4 separate regions of the Mus musculus genome follow, and all the other regions are linked to region 3. Evidence: chromatin contacts called from public Hi-C and HiCAR-type data. All regions are on one chromosome and are shown on one strand. Each heading gives the region's core, a stretch centred on a gene start, on an enhancer-like site or on the middle of the called end of the contact. The rest is flanking DNA. Distances are from core to core; before and after follow the strand shown. Region 1 has its middle 27 kb from the start of Gm46401. Region 2 has its middle 41 kb from the start of Gm40661. Region 3 overlaps Gm35330 (a long non-coding RNA gene). Region 4 has its middle 24 kb from the start of Gm40661.

Region 1 (3,046 bases), core at 337-2,836, 170 kb after region 3:
TGATACGTCACCAGCCACTCTTGGCCTATTTGTATTCTTAATGAAATATATAAGAATAGAAAAATTCTTTCACCCCAAAATATTATTGAGATTATATGATATATGTACTCAGCAAATATTAATTCTCTCTCCTTTATTGTTTACAGAATATAATTGTTCTAGAGGAAATCAAAGAATTATTCAGGGAAAAAGAATGCTCTGGGTGGTAGTAACTAGACAGAGTGAAACATTACTAGAAAGTGTCGCTCACTGTCCTCCTGCTGCAGGGTCTGTTTAGTGTGTTGGAATCTTGAGCCCCGTGAGTGACAAGCATGGAAGTGACAACTCTTTCACATCGGTTCTGCAGATGAGCATCAGGGAGATTAATTTATTCCTGGAATAATTTGTTTGAGAGGTGGTTTGATCCTGGTGTTCGCTGCTCTTGCCAATGTGATTTTTATCTCGTACTTAATTCAACTATGGAGCTGTTACGGTTTTTATTTCCCAGAGAGTTTGGGACTTGCTCAAACATTCTCAGGCCTCAATCCAGCCTATTGCTCTGCCTGTTTCTGCTAAGACAAGTACAAGCTTGCCTTCCAATGACCTCCAATCAAAACCAATCAAATCTGCAAAGTTAATTGTAGTATTGCCTAAGCACTCAGAAGCCCAATAAATAATGAATGCTTATTAAACCATATTGACATGATAAATATTTTTACACGGTGTGTTTATTCAAGAGGTCTTGAAGAAAAAAAAAAAAACAGTCTCTTAGAGAACGACATTGTTTTTCTACCACCTGAGTGGAGCGAAAGCTGTGATTAAGGATCTATAAGTTTTATTTGCAGACTTTCAGTTCTGCCCTAACTTGGTTGAAACCATGGGTTCCGTCTTTCATTTCCTGAAACAAGTTTATTGCTGAGTCCAGCCTCTGGGCATTTGTATACAGCCCTGATGACCAACCGCTGCTCTAAGACCATCAAGGTCCCCCCAGTGTCTTCCATCAGGGGCATTTGGGGGGCAACCATGTCTTGATGGAGGTCTTCAGTTCGTTAGGGAGCTCTTGTGGAGGGAGGAGGGAGGGCTGTGTTAGTGGTGTGTGCAGTCTCTCCCACACCCTCACGCATAACCAGAGGTCTGAGAGCAAATGAGGAAGGAGTAAATGCAAGAGGTTGTCATTTCAGTTGTACATGGATCTGTGGCTGAACCACGAACTGACCAAGAAAGGCTCAGGAGAAGTGGAAAGTCATCAGATGTTTCCAGTTCAGATGAAACGCTGGAGGCAAAGGAAACTAAAAGAAATAGGGAGAGAGGGGCGGGGGAGATGGAAAGAAGAAAGGAAGAAGAAGGAAGGAGGGAAAGAGGAAGAAACTGAAGAAGAAGGAAAGAAGGAAGGAGGGAGGGAGGAAGGGAGGAAGAGGGAATGAGGAAGGAAGGATGAAGGGAGGAAGTGGGGAGGAAGAAAGGAAAAAAGGAAAGGCAGAAGGAAACGAAATGGGGAGTATGCATCTCTGCTCCTTTGAAAGAAGAGATTGCCCTTCACTGGCCTCAGGTTGTCTAACTCATAGGGCCAAATAAGTGGTTTGAAAAAGCAATACTGGCTTGAGCCCCAAACTGTGTTTGGGGAAGTGTGATGTTCACTCAGAATGAAGATGTTGAAGGAGACCAACTTCTCTTTCTCCTCTGCAGTTTGTGTCATCAGTTTCCAAGGATCTTTACCAGAACCACAGATCATTTGATCATATCCAACTAGACATTCAGAACTGTCTGGATCATATTTAGAAATCAAAAATGTAAAAAATCTTTTTAAAAAATTTGCTCAATTGAGCAAACGTGGAGAGTAACCAAGAATGCAGTGTCTCTGATCAAATAGCCTTTGATGCTGTAACCTGAAACTGGTCTGTTGCTGCATCTTGAGGTCTAGGTCTCCTCCCAAGAAAAGTGCCTGCTAGAAAACGGGAAGAGGCAGGAAGTGCTCCTGCACTCATTCTTGTATGTCTTCAGATGCGTGGAACGTGATATATACAAACTCCTTAGCTCCAGAAACACTGGAGAGCTTGGGGCAACGTGAAGGCAGGGAGAACTTTCTATATATTTCTAAATCAGACCTGAACCTAAACTTCCTGTCACTAGGAGCCAGCTCAAGTACCATGACCATAATTCAACATTTCATTTTCGAATGCTTTCCTTAGTCAGTGGACTTTCACTACTCTCCCTTTATCCTCTAGTATCTCTTAGTCCTACATTTCCCTGTCAAGAGTCTCTCCTATATTCTTCTATATGCAGGCTCTAAAGCCTACAGATTCAAATAGCCTTTAGTCCACTTGGCCACTCTTTTGAAACTATCCATTTAGCTCTGTCATGGGAGGGTTATGAGAGAAAACTTTGGCATAGCGTTTACTCTTGTGCAACTAATATGCAGACGTTGTTTTGTGCTGGACTCAGTAGGTAGAGTGCTGACATAGCAGACCACAGGCTCGGGATTGAATCTCTAGTACCACCTTAAACCAAGGTCATGTTCACCAGCCTGTAGACCCAGGACTCCAAGGAAGAAAGCAAGAAAATTAAAGAGTTCCAGGTCACCACAATCCTCAGCCCCACGTCACCCAGTTCGTGGGCAACCTGAGCTATCAGAGATCTTCTCTCTAAACAACAATGACTTTGCTAAATAAGCTATTTTCTATGCTCCCTCTCCCCCTCTGTTTTCTTTTCTTCCCTACATCTCTTCAATGTTTGCATCTTTCCATCTCACTTACTTCCCTTATATATTAGAAACTTCAGATTGCTCGAATATGACACCCTATTTTGAACTGCCATCTGAGGAAGGATGGCACACACAGGCTGCTATGAGAGGTCTGTTGAGTCATTTTGTTCTCTGTGGTTCTGAGAAGTCTAAGCATGGTGGGAGGGCTGTTAGCACTCTCCTTCTTAGAATCACCCTTTTCTACTAATGATGACAAACGACACTTTCATGAACAGTGCTGGAGTAGGCCCTTTATTTCAAAAGCTAATTTGCTGTTGCCATGGTGAAGACACACACACACACATACAACAACAACAACAACAACAA
Region 2 (3,562 bases), core at 422-2,921, 200 kb before region 3:
AAATTGGAGGAAGCTCACAAGAACTTCCACACATCATTGCCTCTCCTCCACTGTCTCAAGCTGTGCACTATTGGTTCTTCTCTGTCTTTGTTAATCAGTTCCCTCTGTAGCTAGGTTAGATCAGTTCGTCTGTTAATTTGGAGTCCTCACTTCATCTCAAATGTCCAAATGTTCCAGGAAGTTTGCATTTTCTCTTATCTCATTATACTTTATCTCTTTTACTACTAAAAATTAAACATACTCTTTATACCACTGTGATCAAGTATGGACCTACTTTACACACCAGCTATCACCTTAGCCTTCATTTTTGCAATCGCTTGTAGCCTATACCTTTGTCTTGTTCCTCTGTGTATTCTCTCTTCAGTCTTCTCCTATGACATTTTCCTATCATCAAATTTTTCCACCCAACGTCGAAGAAGAAGGAGGAGGAGGAGGAGGAGGGGGGGCGAGGGGGAAAGGGGAAGGGGAAGAAAGAAGAAGAAGAAGAAAGAAGAAGAAAGAAGAAAGAAGAAAGAAGAAAGAAGAAGAAAGAAGAAGAAAGAAGAAGAAAGAAGAAGAAGAAGAGGAAGAAGAAGAAGAAGAAGAAGAAGAAGAAGAAGAAGAAGAAGAAGAAGAAGAAGAAGAAGAAGAAGAAGAAGAAGAAGAAAATGCACGTTTCTAGTATACCAAGGATCACCCAGAACTCTGTCTTTATTTAAGAGTTGCTTCTTTCATTGTAAAGCATTGTTCTGAACTCCACAAGTCCCCCTATGTGGTGGATTCTACCCTGAGCTTACTGATGCTGTCTCCCTAGACATTGTTTGTTCTTGCTTTGCTTGAAACCTGGTAATTCAAACTATGGCCTTCTCCATCTGATATTTCCAATCTTCACTCAGTTTCCTCCTATTCTTTGGAAATGAAAGGATCCTACAAGAGCTGGTATCATAGTGTGCTTTGTGAACCTTACCAGCACATTCTTTCCCAGGCCAGGAGGTGAAGGAATGAATTAGAAAATGTGATAAGTATTTGTACAAAAGAAATCATGTTAAGACTGAAAAAGAGTCTAGAACTTAAAGCAATGATAATAGTTTTCTTTTCTTGTTCTCTTTTTCTGTTTTCTTTCACTTACAAAGTAACCTATATTCTTAAAGATTATACAAGATTATCTTGTGTCATAATGAAATTGGAACAAAGAAATCTCAACATGACTGTGTGTGTGTGTGTGTGTTATCCCCAATTAAATGCAAGTCATTTCACCTTGCTAAATACAGTCCTTTTTTTTTTTCTAACCTCTTTTTTAAAGGTACCCATAGAGCTTAGCCTTGATATTATTCCATTTCTGAAAGTGAAATCTTTCAGACTGACCTTGGTTGCTTGCTTTTCAGTTTGTTTCATTCTTAGAATTAGTTTGGATGCCTCTACCTCTGAAAGTAAAAACACACCCTGAGATCTCTTCTCTTCTCTTCTCTTCCTTCCTTCCTTCCTTCCTTCCTTCCTTCCTTCCTTCCTCTCATTTCTTTTTCCTTTCTTTTTTATTCTCCCCTCCTTCTCCTCCTCCCCCTTGTCCTCCTTTCCCTCCTCCCCCTCCTTCTACTTTTTCTTCTTCTTCTTTTTGAGGAACAAAGACATGTAGCAATGAGATCTGAAATCTGCTGGTGGGTGCAAAATATACACCAGGAGAGGAAGTTATGGTTTAGGTTGCTTTAATGGAAAGGAAATGACTCAAATCCACATGGCTATGTAATAGACTTACTAAATACAGCTTTTCTTTAGTGTAAAACCTAATGTTTATATAGTAATAGGAAACTTTATTTTACCAAATTGTAATTTTCTTACTGTTCTCTCCTATCTTTCAGTCAATTACTACATCTTTCATTGAGTACATGTTATGTCATTTTTAGCACATAAAATCTGAGCTGATTTCACAGAAGAAGTTGACTTGAGAAATGTGGCCCAATCAAAAGGATCTGGCTTTCATTTGAATTGTTAGCCAAAACACTAGTTCGCTTGGGAAAATGTATTCTTTGTCCTTTACGGAAAAGGATATGCATATTTACAAAGATGTTATGTACAGTTATTGTCATAGGTGAAATTCATATAATTATGTCCATCTCCCAGGTGTTACTGTTTCCTAGGAAATATCAGATATACAGAAACAGCATAAGCAAATACTGAAAATCTTACCTAAGTTCACTTATCAGAAGCCATGAAATAAAAGAATCCATCCACCTGTTTATTTAAAAACTACTTAAAATTTGTATTGATTTGCATTAAATATCTCTTAAATACTTTTGATATTTATTATAAGATTTATAGTAGGTCAGATTAAGGAAATAACATATGTATCAAAAGATGGCCTAGTCAGCCATCACTGGAAAGAGATGCCCATTGGATAGGCAAACTTTATATGCCCCAGTACAGGGGAACGCCAGGGCCAAAAAATGGGAATGGGTGGGTAGGGGAGTTGGGGGGGGAGGGTGTGGGGGACTTTTGGGATAGCATTGGAAATGTAATTGAGGAAAACACGTAATAAAAAAAAGGAAATAACAGACCACTTTTGCATTTAGCAATTTTGCTTCTCTGTAAAGTTACAATGACAATTAGTGTAAACCCCAGCAAGATGTTATAGAACAAGCTTGAATACAGAAGTGAAGTGTGTGGATTTTAGAGATATTTACATAACTAAATGGTTTACAATGCTTAATCATATGAAATTTCTACTCAAGGCCCTTAAAATTGTAAGAACAAAAAGATGACTTAAAACACTGGCATTAATGAAGAATTCAGGCTTTCTAGAAATTTTACTCAGTTTACATAAAAAAGAAAATGTTCAATTTTCCTTCTGATTGACCCTCATGTAACTGACCAGGCTTTCAGAAAAGTTACTGAAACTGGAAACTAGTGAGACAAGGGTTTGGAGAGAGTGTTTTTCATGCCCACCTGATGAAATTGAGTCTTTAAAACTGACACTTGTCATGACTTTGCAAGACACACTCAAGTCATGAAGGACCTAAGGCTGCAGTGCAGATAATCTGATCCCCTAGAAAATTTTTATTTTCTTCATATTGCAACTATTCATAGGGCACCTTCAAAATGAATATTTGTAACATAGGGAGAGAATACTATTAAAATAATATTAGCAAAATGAAAGAAAAAGGAACAATCTTATAACTACATAAAGTGTATGACTGAGATAATATTTCATTTCGATATTGTGTTTTTCTATTGGATGAATGACATAGGTCCTACAGAACCTAAGGGTAGTGGAGCAGCTATTTCAGTGTCTAGACAAATCTATAATGACAAAAGGCCCCATCTTTCAGTTTTGCAGTCAAATTTTGCCACTGTGCCATTTTGTGTTAAGGGGAAAATGCTAAAATAAATATGGTGTTACATTCAGTTTCCCCAGTAACTATTTTCTTATTCTTAATCCAATTTATTCTTTACTCAATGAAATTATCGCATTATAATTAAGTAATCTCAAAGTACTAGAGGGCAAGCTTTCCTCTTTGTCATTGTTCATTTGTGAGAAAATCTGTCCACTAAATGACAACTAAATGATGCTGGCAGAGTGAAATGGCTG
Region 3 (3,128 bases), core at 423-2,922:
GAATATGGCACCTTTGGTTGATATCCCTGGGAGGCCTGCCCTCTTCGGAAGGGAAATGGAGAAGTAGATCTGGAGAAGGGAAAGGAGGGAAGACTGGGTGGAAGGGGGAAATAAATGAGATATATGAGAGAATAGTACTACTAGTAGCAGTAATAGTAATAATAAAAATAATAAAGAACATATTTTTCTTTGCGTTTTATAAACAACATACAGAATACATCATACTCAAAAAATGTAGGCATGGATGGGTATCTCTGAATTTATTTTAAAAGGGCCTATTGATTCTTTCTTAAGCACTCTGGCCAGTCCTTATCAACATAACACAGCATCTCAAGGCTAAGGCTCTTATCTCTACTCCTGGTTAGAGTTTACATTCAAAACCAAACCCAACCAACCAACCAACCAAACAAACAAACAACAACAAACCACTGGGCAACATAAAAGCTGGTACTTTGAATTTATCACTGGGCTTCTCTGAATCAGTGGCAAAGGAAACCAATAAAATGCCTAAGTGGGGTTAATGGGATCTTAGCAGACAAACCCATCATTTGTGTATTCTCCATGCTACAGTGGGTTGGAGAGAGCACTTCATAGTTGGCTGACTCCCCACTTCTGTTCCTGTTAGAATTTTGGTCTTAGAGTAAACTTACACCCATTCCTTAGTGCCCTGGTTCAGGTTGTCTTGGCCTTTTTATTACGGGTCGTGTTTACCAAAGGTTTACAACTTGGCTGTAAACACCAGTTGGCACCAAAACCGGAAAGTTGGCATGAGGAGGTTTGGCATAAACATTGCCCGGAAGCACTTTTTTCTCTCTCTCTAAATCTGAGAAAAACAGGCTAGGGTCATTTTCAAGTTATTTATGTTATTCATGCATAAATAAAAGCGAAGCCTGACAGCATCAAACAGTTGTTGGCTTTTGCAGGCCTCAAAAATAGATTTTATCCAAGAAAAGTAACATTTGGTAAACAAATACTCAGTGACAGGCTGTTAAAAAAAATAAAGGGAGGGGGAAAAGGTGTCATGGGATGGATTAAATAGTAAGAGAAGAGAGAAGGTTTCAAGAACCATTTTTTATGTCAGAGAACAGAGTCAAGAAAGTTATTGTTAAACGGAGAAATTTCTACAGACTCAAAATTATAAATAAGCACAATGTAAGCTTTCAAGTAGATTTTATTAAGATCCAGAGGGCACATCATCCAAGCATACAAAGTAAACAATATAGAATGATCTCAGGGGATAGAAATAAATGATTTTTAAGTATGCATTCTAAAAGCAATGGAATGTTTAAAGCATTTTAAAACTCAAGGAGAGAGGGAGAGGAGTGAGTAATGAATTAACACATGCTGATGTTAAAAGTCTTTTAAAAGAGTTAGTTGTCAGTGTTCAAAGTCTCCTCTTGTCTTCCTTTTATTAAATTGTTTAGAAATGCAATTTGTAAACTATAAACTTCGGCAGCTTGTAGCTGTATGCTAAAGAGAGAAAGTGATGGTGTCAACTGTTCCCTAAAGATCGTCTTTCTGGCAAACTTAAAAGTCAGCCTTGACGTCAAGTGACCCTGGACAAGAGTCTGCATTGAGTTCTGCGAAGTGTGGGCAGAAAGGACTTTCACTCTGGAAACCCTACCAGGGAGGAAGGACTGAAGAAACCGTTTAGGGAAAAAGAAAAGCAAGCCAAGTCAAACAGAAAGTAAAAATAAGTCAGTGGGGAAAGAATGTCAACTGCAGAAGAACGTAGCCTGTCTGCTGCAGCTCGCGTTCTGGAACACGTGTTCTTTCGGCAAGGAAGCGTTTTCCTCAGCTTGTTTTGGTTGCTCTTCGCAAGTGAGGTTGGAGCTATTGTTACGGCTCAAGTCAGGGACAGTTACATCTGGTGGCCAAAGCTGTATACTACCCATTACAGAAGGTAACTTTAGACACACTGGGCAGAGAAACAGAATAGTGCCATTCCATAATAGAATTAACCCTATGAACAGCCCGTAGACATAAGCCAAGACATCCGATCCGTATATTTCAATGCCAATTCAAGATGAAAAACGTTTCCGGGACTCATTTCAAATGTTTGCCTCCCTGGAACTACCTAGGTCAACTTCATCTACAACTACATCTAGAATATGATAAATGTTCCTGATGTGTGCTGCTTCAGATAGAGTCTATAAATCAGTTTACTTACCCTACTATCAAAGCTGTTGCCAGGACAATGTTGTGGCTCTGAGGAGACCAAATCACATGACCTGAAGATAAGTGTTTACATCACAGAGCCACAGAGTGCCATGGCAGACACTGAAAAGCACAAATATACACACAGGATAATCCCTTGGAGACTGTTATTGTCTGTGAAGGAAAAGCCCTAGAGAATGTGGTCTGGACACCAGAGACCAGAGAATAAACATGCTCATCAGATAACATGCTTCTTGGAAAGGGACCTAGGCAGCCTTCAGTATTCTCAGAATTGGCAATTAGTTCTTATTATATTTGAAAGACACATATTTCACCTCAACTGATTAGTCATGTGGCTTCTTCGAGGACCTGAAATGGATTTTTTTGAATTCTCAATTCCTGATATTGAGAATTCCTATGCCTGATATTTACCAGAGCTTCAGCAAGCATCTGTCGAATTAACAGTCAGCATGAGATGCTATGATAAGACATCCGTTGTCACACACTGATGCTTTGTTATTTTAACTGTCTATGCACTAAGACAGGGGTCCTAGATTTGGCTTTGTTTAAAGCTTTTGTTGGTTTATTTGGTGATTTGTTTTTTATTATTTTAAAGGAGTCTTACATGGCCCTTTGAACTTGGTAGTCTAGGATCACTTGAACTTCTTATTCATCCAACTTCTAGAATCAGCACTGTGAAATGCTTGGCTTTCTAGTCCTAGGGTTTGAACTCAGGACTTTATGCGTGCTAGGCAAGTACTCTGCCAACTGAGATATGTTCACTGCCTCTTGGCCTTCATTTTTGGTGGACTTTGAAGAAGTGGTTAGAGGCTAAAAGAAAACTTACACCAATCATAAATAAATAAGTTGTTTTTAAATGCTCTTTTGTTGTATCATTTCCACACAGATCAATATGAACAGGTAAATATGAATGTACACCAATAGATAATAAGTAGAAAACTGACAAATGA
Region 4 (3,303 bases), core at 341-2,840, 140 kb before region 3:
CAGGCCTCATGCATGTGCATCAGGTCATTTCCCCAGCTTTTGAAACACATTCAGAAGGTTGAATACAAATATCCCTTTTCTTGCTTGTCATTTCTTTACCAAACTACAGTTATTCTGTTCTTTGTAAGCAAGATATGGGGGAAATCAGAAGGTTTGCTACTGGGCGGCTGCTCAGGAATAGCCTCTAGTTCAGGCAAACCAGTACAATAAATAAATACTAGGCATAGCAAGTGAGATGTGGGCTTCCTTTCTGGGCATAGTCCATGTCTAGCTGACTTGATTCTGTATATTTCTTGTTGATCTAAGCTACTTTTCTAAGATGGTCTTATTCTGAGGCTATGGAACTCATAGCTACCAGCAGAGTCTCCAGAGGAGATATGAAAACTGTCAGGAGGGGGGAAGAAAAGAAAAGAAAACCTGAATCAGTTGGCTCAGAGTGTTTTGAGGGCCTCTGATTTGAAGATATTAAGGTTTCTAGGGTCTGTTCACTGAGGATTCATGTTAAACTGTGAGACAAATTCTGAGACAAGTTAGAGAAAGTAACTACTCTGTTGGGGAGAGGGCTTAATGCCTGTGAAGCACTTGTCTCCCAGGCATGAAGAACTGAGCTTGATGTAGTGTGTCCCTATAACCCTGGTATGGGGCAGGCTGTGGCATGAAGATAAGCAAATCCAAGGAACAGCTGGCTAGCCAGTCTAGTTCAAACACCAAGCTTCACAATCTTTGGTGGGGATGGTGGTGGTGGTGATGATGATGATGATGATGATGATGAGGAGGAGGAGGAGGAGGATATAACAATGTAAGAAGCAACTGAAGAAGATGCTATAATCTGGCCCCAGAAGCACCCTCATGGGTGGGCATATACCAAGTTTGTATACATGCCATGCAAATGTATACATACACATACACTAAGAAGATAAATCAATATAATATAGTATAATAAATATGATAATATAATAAAAATCACTAATGCAGCCTTTAAAAGGATTTTACTGAGGGAAAATAGGAGCATGAATTCAATTCCACTTTGTTCTTTCATAGTACATTTTGCTATATTAGAGTGAAAATGACATCAACTGTTTTGCTCTATGTGAAAATTTCGGTTTCCCTGCTTTGTTTTACAGCATCTTTATTCCTACAGATATGATTTCCTCTGATACCTTGCTGGTATTTTCAGAGCTCAAACATTACACGTAGGTTCTGGTGCCAGATAGTATAGAAAGTTTTGCAAAAGTATGAAAGGGAAAGAGCGATGGGTTTATTTTAAGGTCATAAAATTTTTATTAGTTTTTTTTCTCCCTCCTCTGCACTGGTTGCTCTTGCTTTAAAAGTCTTCTGGCATTTAACTGGCAATAAAAGAGGCAAAACAAACCGTTCCTTCCTTTAGATTGTGCAATTTTACAGCTATGTTTTAGAGTGACCAAATATGCCTCTTTAACAACATGCATGTTCAACTACCTTCTTTTTATAAAGCAGTAGGATCATTATTTGGCTAGCACGGGGTAAGTAACTGAGTGGGTTGTGTATGTGCCTCAAGTTTTTCAAAGCTACTTAGCCCCAGTCTGAAATGAAGTGACGCTGGTAATGTTGATTCTTCAGCCATGCAAAGGCAGGCAGCTAAGTCCGATGACTGAACTCCTTTTGAATCCGACCCACCTAGACAGCACAAGTAAACTCAGGGTCTGTTAGCCCACAGCTACCGTATTGACAGCCGGAACTCTCAAGACCTAGGCTGTATGGTTTTCTTTTTTTCATTTAATGTATGTGTAGAACATTTACATTCTTATTTTGAAGTTGATGACATGAGTAAATGCTTCCACATTCAATCCATTCCGCAGTGTTTGATCACATGGGCAATGCCACTGGAAAGAAATGGTAAGTTTGATATTACTACAGTGATGTTACTCTCCTGGTTAAAGTCTTTCATATGTGCCTTCACACAGAGTTACACACAACACACAAATTATCAACCGGAGAATTCAGGTCCACCATGTTACCCAGGAAGAAAAGAAAGACTGAATTTTAAAAGAACTGTCACATGTAAAGATAACATTTGAAGAATGTGGAGGCAAAGAGATTTTTCCAGTATGTTTTGCCTCCAAGGAAAGTAAAGCAATAAACTCCATTATTAAATAACTTCCTGGTCTTCACATCCTTTCATTGCTTTCATTTATTTATTTATTTGATTGTTTTATTTCTAGAAATGGTCTGAAGTGGAAAGGTTATTGTCCTGTATTTGGGATGACTGAAACAGCTTCTACCTTCTCTTCCTCATCCTTACTAACCCTTCTCCAAGAATTTCTGTCTCTTTTGCATAGCTACATATCATAATTAGACTCAAATCTCTCTCTCTCTCTCTCTCTCTCTCTCTCTCTCTCTCTCTCTCTCTCTCTCTCTCTCTCTCTCTGTGTGTGTGTGTGTGTGTGTGTGTGTGTGTGTGTGTGTATGTAAGTTTCTGTTCTCAGGATCTCAGAAACATAGTCACTTTAGTTTGAGACAGGTCTCTCACAGGCTTGGGACTTTGGAAGCAGGCTGGCCTGGCTGACCAGCAAACTCCAGAGATCTTATGCCTCTATCTCTGCAGTGCTGGGACTACAAGTTCATGTGAGCTAGTCAGGCTTTTTCACACGGGTTCTGGAGCTCAAACCCTGGTCTTCATGACTAAATAAAATTCTTTTTGTGGATTGAACTATCAATCTATGTATCCTTTCTATATTCTGTAATTTTATCTTCTCTTTATTAATCAGGAATGTTATAATAGCAACATTGTTATTTAGTTTATTTGGGAAATTCCAGAGTACTGGTGTCTCGTGAGTAATATACATTCTACTATGTTTTCCTTAATGCTGTGGTGAGTGTTTCTCGTGGGGTCATTTTGCCAATTCCAACCATAAGCAGCATAAGCAGCAACCCACTATCTTGTAGCTGGGAAGTAGAACCAGAACCGTTCTATTAAAATGTCTCCTAATACTTTGTTCAATCATTTATCCACTTGTATTTGTTTCTTTTCTATCCTTATAATAGTTTTATTTACATCTTAATTAGAAAAACTAAATGACTGGAACAGTGGTATTACACAATTTTAATCCCAGCACTGAGGAGCCAGAGGCAGGTAGGTTTCTATCAGGTTGAAGCCAGCCTGGTCTACAAAGCAAGTTTCAGAATAGCCAGTAGTCAGAACTATACAGACAAACCCTGTCTCAAAAAATAAAACAAAACAAAAGGAAAGTTAAATATTTCTATTATATATTGTCTCTTTTTATCTTTAGTAATTATTTCTGAGTTACAGCTCTTTTTGGCCTG

Evidence for each region. Hi-C and Micro-C count contacts between places; a contact is called where the count stands out from the background. HiCAR-type assays count read pairs that join an accessible place to other places.
Region 1: a contact with region 3 is called in a HiCAR-type map of Th17 cells, with 2.7 times the contacts expected there. The contact joins two enhancer-like sites. A contact is called at or near these places in 2 of 15 datasets of contacts at CTCF or cohesin (CD8 T cells and the NIH/3T3 cell line), 5 of 484 Hi-C or Micro-C datasets (bone marrow-derived macrophages, embryonic stem cells, myeloid progenitors and 1 more) and 5 of 115 datasets of contacts at active chromatin or transcription factors (CD8 T cells, Th17 cells, bone marrow-derived macrophages and 2 more).
Region 2: a Hi-C map of bone marrow-derived macrophages shows a contact between it and region 3, with 38 read pairs. The contact joins two enhancer-like sites. A contact is called at or near these places in 1 of 15 datasets of contacts at CTCF or cohesin (CD8 T cells), 5 of 484 Hi-C or Micro-C datasets (bone marrow-derived macrophages, erythroblasts, granulocyte-monocyte progenitors and 1 more) and 7 of 115 datasets of contacts at active chromatin or transcription factors (the 230-238 cell line, CD8 T cells, bone marrow-derived dendritic cells and 2 more).
Region 4: a contact with region 3 is called in a Hi-C map of uterus, with 2.5 times the contacts expected there. The contact joins two enhancer-like sites. A contact is called at or near these places in 4 of 484 Hi-C or Micro-C datasets (3T3-L1-derived adipocytes, the 63-12 cell line and uterus) and 3 of 115 datasets of contacts at active chromatin or transcription factors (CD8 T cells, bone marrow-derived macrophages and large pre-B cells).

The regions. Positions count from the first base shown.
Region 1 is chr13:5,887,350-5,890,395 of GRCm38.p6, forward strand. No RefSeq gene overlaps it. Among named protein-coding and RNA genes, the nearest start is that of Gm46401, 27 kb to the right of the region's middle. Within about 2 kb of position 1,587, at least 111 of the 459 cell types and tissues checked have an H3K27ac peak or open chromatin away from gene starts, as enhancers often do. A contact at or near this core is called in CD8 T cells, Th17 cells and bone marrow-derived macrophages, where this site is marked.
Region 2 is chr13:5,510,325-5,513,886 of GRCm38.p6, forward strand. No RefSeq gene overlaps it. Among named protein-coding and RNA genes, the nearest start is that of Gm40661, 41 kb to the right of the region's middle. Within about 2 kb of position 1,672, at least 44 of the 459 cell types and tissues checked have an H3K27ac peak or open chromatin away from gene starts, as enhancers often do. A contact at or near this core is called in CD8 T cells, bone marrow-derived dendritic cells, bone marrow-derived macrophages and 1 more, where this site is marked.
Region 3 is chr13:5,712,684-5,715,811 of GRCm38.p6, forward strand. The region is part of intron 1 of Gm35330 (a long non-coding RNA gene); the gene reads right to left. Among named protein-coding and RNA genes, the nearest start is that of Gm35330, 10 kb to the right of the region's middle. Within about 2 kb of position 1,673, at least 178 of the 459 cell types and tissues checked have an H3K27ac peak or open chromatin away from gene starts, as enhancers often do. A contact at or near this core is called in CD8 T cells, Th17 cells, bone marrow-derived dendritic cells and 3 more, where this site is marked.
Region 4 is chr13:5,575,326-5,578,628 of GRCm38.p6, forward strand. No RefSeq gene overlaps it. Among named protein-coding and RNA genes, the nearest start is that of Gm40661, 24 kb to the left of the region's middle. Within about 2 kb of position 1,591, at least 14 of the 459 cell types and tissues checked have an H3K27ac peak or open chromatin away from gene starts, as enhancers often do. A contact at or near this core is called in uterus, where this site is marked.